Linked DNA regions of Hordeum vulgare: region 1 is linked to region 2. Evidence: chromatin contacts called from public Hi-C data. All regions are on one chromosome and are shown on one strand. Each heading gives the region's core, a stretch centred on a gene start, on an enhancer-like site or on the middle of the called end of the contact. The rest is flanking DNA. Distances are from core to core; before and after follow the strand shown. Region 1 has its middle 97 kb from the start of LOC123429862. Region 2 has its middle 160 kb from the start of LOC123425709.

Region 1 (3,516 bases), core at 111-2,610, 430 kb after region 2:
TCACTATAAAATTGTTCGTATTATTCCTACAAAATGTTCATCGCACTTGTACATAATTTTCCATGAGATTATAAAAATATTCACACACTTGAAAATATGTTTCAGGATGTTTTAATGGTATTTTCATGGAATTTTAAAAACTGTTTGATGTGCGTTTGAAAAACGTTTGATGTGCGCTTAAAAAATGTTTGACGTCTTATAATTGTGCAATATGTATTTACAAAAATGAGAGCTGAGAAATGTTAGACCCATATATGACGAAGTTTGACGTGTATCTAAAAAGTCGACATGTATCTAAAAAAAAGAAACTAAAAAAGCAATAAATAAAAGGGGACTGATCTGCGCCGGCGTGCCGGCCCAAACATTTGGCCGGCCGCACGCGAGCCGCAGGATCCACCAACCCTGCGTCGTCCGCACCATTTGATTCGCATGCAACGTTTTTTCCCCTATGCAGCAAAATTTCGATGTGATGTAGCAATTTTTTCAAGGGTTGCAACAAAAAATAAAATTTGTAGCAAAAAAAATATCTACGTAATCGTAGCAAAAAATGAAGCTGATGATGCATGGTAGCAAAAGTCAAATACCGGTTGTAGCAAATATTTATGTGACGTGTATGCAACTTTTTTAGTGAATGGTTACAGCAAAATATGATGCCGGTTGTAGCACAAATTAACACGGCTGTAGCAAAAGTATAAAATATCGATTATAACGAAAAATCCGACGAACTGGAGCTGCAACCAAACGTATATGCAGTTTTTTTATTGGAACAAAAAATAGTAAAAAAAAAGCTTGCAGCAAATATGACGTTGGTTGTAACATATTTAGACGAAAAATGTTGCATCCATTGGAACAAAAAATGCTTGCAGAAAAAATGTTGCATGGGCCCGCGCGCGCGAGGAGGCGACCGGCACGTCGGTTTGGCGGGCGCGCGGGTGAAAAACGATTCCCTAAATAAAAACAAGAAACAGAAATTGAAAGAAAAACACGTGAAATCTTCCCAAAACCACCCCCGCTCTATCTATTGAAGTACACGCACACGAGTTCCGTGTTTCCTTGGAGAGAAAAAAAGACTAGTTCTGCGTCGCATCCGTTAACTTACTGCTGTACTGAACATTTTACACCATGAAGATTTATTGTTACAAAATTAAGTCTCTCTTCAAAGAAAATGTTACTCGCAAGTCGTGTGCGCACATGAACCCAGAAGGAGCCCGAAGCAGGGCCACAAGAATACAAGTGTCCCATGGTCAGTAGGGTCTCCTTGCTGCGGGCCAAAGCCGCCCCGATCGAGTACCACCAAGTCCACTGTACCGGGACGTTGTCTCGTGCCGGTACACCAGCTTTCAAGCTGACACGCCACACTACTCGTGCCTTTGCGAGAGGGACATGCGCCCTGCTCGCCCTCGCATCGAGACACCACTCACTGTCCCACACCCGTCGCGACGGAGCGACCGCGGTGGGCTCGGCGTCACGTGAAACCACGTGAACCGGGGGCCTATCAACCGGTGCTATCCACGGGCTTGTTTCACTGCCAAGAAATTTTATCGACCCAAACAAATCATGGTAAGAGCATCTCAAACAGTTTTTATGTGGTTCTCATAAAAAAAAATTACAAAGCTTATATATTTGTATTTATATTTTGCATATTTACCAAGTCAAATGCCACTTTATAAATTTTTAACAAGCCTCATTTTGTTCCAATGACAGATGGATCCGTGTACTAGTGTGTGTGCGTGTGTGTGCGTGTATGTGTTTTTATATACGTGTACGCGTGTATGTTGCATGCGTATGTGTGTGCTGCATGTGTGCGTGTGTGTGATGCATGTGTGTAAGTGTACGCGTGTGTGCATGTATACGTGGACGCGAGTTGTGCTACTATACATATACATGTACATATGCTAGTTTGTAATGTGTCTATGGCAAACTCTTCCCACATGTCATTGTGTGTTTTGTGCAAATATAGCAATTTAGTATACAAAGGGTACCGAAGTAAAAAAATATGTTAACTTTGTAAACCTTCTCTATCCTCCTGCTATAACAAGTATTTAATAATCTAATATACAAAGGATGCAGAAGATGCTCTAATACATATAGTAACATCTTTAATATTTTAACCATCATGTAATGAACTTTTTTCTCGGAATCACATAAATTCTTTCAAACTATCCCTTATAATACTAAAAAATAAGGCTTTCATAAGAATATCACGTCGTAGACCATTCTATAGTTGTATGGTTAGAGCAACTCCAACAGCATGACCTTAAGAGATGCACGCTTTGTACGGTTTTTATCCGTTTGGGTTTGGCATATTCGCCCTTTTTTGTAGATGGGCCGGTCGTGCGTCTAAAACCCCTACTCATTTTTCGCCTGCTTGGCCGATCAGCATTCATTTTTTAATCACATACTTTGCTTCGTTTTGGATTTGAACATTATTTTTATTTCATCAAATGCATTTTAATACATATATATTTTTACCAATTCTTCGCTATGAATATTAGATGAAAGAAAACAAGAACCATAATTGGAGATTTTAAAAGATGTCTAACTTCCATAGCTGCTCCTACTAGTTGAACTAAGATCTTTTTTATGTCGTGTCTCGATCTTTCGATGAGATGGTGGCTATCGATTTGTTAGAGACACTTTGATGATCCGACTACAAACGTGCACGACGTTACGCCTTAGCAATCGCTAAACCAACTCCAAAAGGTTATTGATCACGCTGGAGCACGATCAACCTGACCACAAAGGTCTTTTTCTGCAAGCAATCGAAGAACAAGCAAGAATATGATAAAAGCAATTTGAATATTGCAAATATATATGAAGTATTCATAAGGATGGGAATCCGAAAGCGGTCTTGGTCTAGTCGTTGGATACAAACGAAGTACACGAAGTTGCAACGGTTAACTTTTAACTAAACAAATCCCAAGCAAAAAGCTACTAGGTTGATATACTTATATAGTATCATGGGGTGGAGAACAAGGAGGTGGGAGGACGTCCCAAGGCAGCCTAAGACTAAACCTAGATCGTACAGGGCCTATGGTCCCAAGTGGAGGTGATGCAACACCTTTGGACTTGTATTTTGACTCGGATTCTGGTGCAAGGTCAGATTGTTTCTTCAATATCTCCATGATCTGAACGAATTCTAAGTTGATTTCAATTAGGCTGAACGTACATAAAATCTACTTTCCAATCAAAAAAGAATCACCCAATTCGGAGTCTGTATGAAAATGTTGTTGGCGTTTTGACACACGTATATGTGTGTAGTCCGAATCTGAGTCGGTGACGTAAGTGACTTGGACTTTATCTTATCTTAGGCTAAAAGTGACGTGAGGGAACTTCTTGAACAAAACGTAATCATTTCCTTTGATGTGAGATGATTTCTTGAACAACATCTAATCATTTCCTCTTCCTTTATCTTCACACGTGGTTCGTGCAAGCGTTCGACAATTCTGCATTTAGGCATGAAACAAAAATATGTGAAGTATTTTTGTTTTGGATAACATAAATAAATTATTGCAT
Region 2 (3,341 bases), core at 13-2,512:
AATCATGAACATTGTTTCAAAATCTAGAGCATTTTGTCAAACTCCGCAGAACTTTATCAAAATTCTGCAATTTTTTTCAAATTCGGAACATTTTTAAAAATTTGGAACATTTTTTCAATTTCGGAATATTTTACAATTTCGGAAAGAATTCCAGTTCCGGAATATTTTTTTAATTTCGGAACATTTTTCCCAAATTATGGAACGTATTCTAAAATAGGGAACAAATTTCAAAATGCTAACAATTTTTTAAAGGAGAAAATTCCGAACATTTTCTAAATCAGGGAACAAATTTCAAAACACAAACAAATTACGGAACATTTTTTTAAAATCCCGACTAGTTTTGTAAATCCAGAACACTTCTTTGAAAAAAAAGAGAAACAGCATTTGAAGAACATTTTTTGAAAATCCAGTACATTTTTTGAAAATCAAGAACATTTTCCTAATAAAAGAACTTTTTCCGAAGTTTAAGAAAATTTTTAAAAATCCCAAACATTTAATTCCAGAACATTTTCTGGAAATTAAAGAACATTTTGTAAAAAGGAAAACTATTTTTAGAATTTGAATAATATTTTTTGAAAATCACGAACATTTTTTGAAAATTGACAATAGTTTTTGAAAATCCAAATATTTTAAAAGGTTCCTTGAACCGGGTTTTTCTATTTCTTATTGGCTTTTGGATTTTCAACGTTCCTAACATTTTTTCAAATTGCGGTTCATCTTCTAAAATTATGGAACATTTTTTCAAATTTCGGAACGTTTTTTCAAATTCAGCAATGTTTTTTCAAATTCAAGAACATTATTTCATATTCCAGAACATTTTTGTAAATACTGGAATATTTTTTCGAAATTACCCAACATATTTTCTTATTCTGGAACATATTTTCAAAGTTTCTAACATTTTATAAAATTTCGGAACATTTTTTAAAATTCCGGAACATTTTTTCAAATTCCTGAATAATTTCTCAAATTCCGGAAACTTTTTTTAATTTGGAAACATTTGTTGAAATTGTGAAACATTTTTTGAAATTGCGGAACATTTTTTCAAACTTTACATTTTTTTAAAATCTGGAACATTTTAAGAACAGAAAGAGAAAAAAAACTGTTTCAGGGAACCTTCTAGAAGTTTCTCAAAACCGAAAAAAACAGCTGAAAACCTGTAGAAGGTTGTTAAAACTGGGCACTCCAGCTCCGCTTCTAGACCAGCCCGATCCCTTGCCCGCTCTGTGCGAAGCCTCGACACCGCTTCGCACAAAGCGACAAATAGGGTTTTCCGTTATTTTTTGGATACTGCAGGTTGTATCTTTTCCTCACCTCTGGCGTCTGCCCAACTAGCTGCTAATGGCCGGACCCAACCCTAGTTCGCTCAGGAGCCGGTTTTTTCGTTTTTCTTTGTTTTTCTTTCTTTCTTTCTTAGTTCTCTTTACTCCCAATTCTTTCTTTTTAATATTTTTTTGAAGACACCTATATTCTTTCACGCACAGTGTATATTTTCCATACACATCGGGGTTATTATTAATACATGTTTAAAGTTTTGTAAACATAAAATTAATATTTCTCACATCTTCTTTTATGCCTACTCTTTTAAATGTATGGTATACATTTTTGGTATAGATGATCAAGTTTTATTATACAAGTTTAATATTTTATAAACATCTAATTAGCATTTGTTCAAATATATTTTTATATCTACCTTTTCCCTGTGCGTTGTATATTTTTCGTGTACACATCAAGAACTTGCTTTTATACACATTTAAGATTTTTTCAATAAATCAGAAAATGGTGGTGTCGAAGCACGGTTAGGCACGGACGTGGAGTCCGGTGATTCCTTGTGTGCGGGGCACTGTCATGCGCGAAAGCACAGTCTGATGGCTCTTGCGCGCGAAGTGTTGCTGTGTGTGGAGGCGAAGTCCACTCGCTTTTGTGCCGAGGCACTCCCATGTGCGGACGCGGAGTCCGGTGGCTCTAGCGCGCGAATCGCTGCGGTGCTTGGATGTGGAGTCCACTGTCTCTTGTGCGCGGGGCAGCGCCATGCGCGGATGCAGAGTCTGGTGGCTTTGCGCGTGAAGCGCCGCCGTGCGTGGACGTGGAGTCCATTTGCTCTTGTGCATGGGGCACTGTCATGCGCGGACGCGAAGTCCGGTGGATCTTGCGCGCGAAGTCTTGCCGTGTGTGGACGCGAAGTCCACCGGCTCTTGTGCGCGGGGCACTGCCATGCACGGACACAAAGTCCGGTGGCTCTTGCGCGCGAAGTGCTGCCGTTGTCATGGCCGAGGTCGCCGATGGTGGTCGGCTACCGGCTGTAGCCAGCAGCAGCTTTCTTCTATTGGGAGCGCGCTAGCGCACCCACTAGGTGTAGCCTCCGAGATTCGGGCCGCATGCACGGCTGGGTGGCAACGGGCCAAATCTTTGTCTTCTGATTTTTTTTCTTGTGCCCTCTTCTCGGGTTGACATGGCTGTCTTCCGGTGGGGGCGCGCCAGCGCACCCACTGGGTGTAACCTCCGAGCCTCTGGGCGACTCGAAGAGTCGTGCGGAGGCTTCTTGGTGTTGGTGTAGCGAAAATATTGTTGATGGCGGCCGGCTGCGGGCTGCAGCCGGCGTAGCTGTCTTCCAGTGGGGGCACGCCAATGCACCCACTGGGTGTAGCCTCCGGGCGACTCGAAGACATGGCTTTCTTACGATGGGGGCGTGCCAGCACACCCAGTGGGTGTAGCCTCCAAGATTCGGGCTGGCTGCACGACTGTGTGGCAGCCGGGCCAAATCTTTTCTTCTGATTTTTTCTTGTGCCGTCTTCTCGAGGCTAACATGGCTTTCCTCCGGTGAGGGCGCGCCAGCACACCCACTGGGTGTAGCCTCCGAGCCTCCAGGCGACTCGAAGAGTCATGCGGAGGCCTCTTGCTGTTAGTGTAGCGAAAATATTGCTGATGGCGGCCGGCTGCGGGGTGCAGCCGGTGTAGCTGTCTTCGAGTGGGGGCACGCCAGCGCACCCACTAGGTGTAGCCTCCGAGCCTCCGGGCGACTTGAAGAGTCGTGCAGAGGTTTCTTGTTGTTGATGTAGCAAAGATGTTGTTGATGGCGGCCGGCTACGGGCTGCAACCAACATAGCTATCTTCCAATGGGCAGGCTTTAGCCAGACACGACTCCAGCCGACAGCCATAGCTGGATAGCTTCCAGTTGGCAGGTTCGAGCAGGTAGCCGGACAGGTCTCCAGCCAGCAGCCGGCAGCCAGCCGGATGGGTTTTAGTCGGCATGCGGCGGGGGTTCACCGTGAGGATGGTCGTGCAAGAGAAAAAGTTAGTCAGTGCAGATTTATCAGGCGCGCAAGTTTTTATGCGGGTGGGAT

Evidence for each region. A called contact is a pair of places that touch in the nucleus more often than the background predicts.
Region 1: a contact with region 2 is called in a Hi-C map of seedling, with 7 times the contacts expected there. The contact joins two enhancer-like sites. A contact is called at or near these places in 3 of 6 Hi-C or Micro-C datasets (leaf and seedling).

What each region holds. Positions count from the first base shown.
Region 1 is chr2H:170,679,286-170,682,801 of MorexV3_pseudomolecules_assembly, forward strand. No RefSeq gene overlaps it. Among protein-coding and RNA genes, the nearest start is that of LOC123429862, 97 kb to the left of the region's middle. Within about 2 kb of position 1,361, at least 3 of the 3 cell types and tissues checked have open chromatin away from gene starts, as enhancers often do. A contact at or near this core is called in leaf and seedling, where this site is marked.
Region 2 is chr2H:170,246,944-170,250,284 of MorexV3_pseudomolecules_assembly, forward strand. No RefSeq gene overlaps it. Among protein-coding and RNA genes, the nearest start is that of LOC123425709, 160 kb to the left of the region's middle. Within about 2 kb of position 1,263, at least 3 of the 3 cell types and tissues checked have open chromatin away from gene starts, as enhancers often do. A contact at or near this core is called in leaf and seedling, where this site is marked.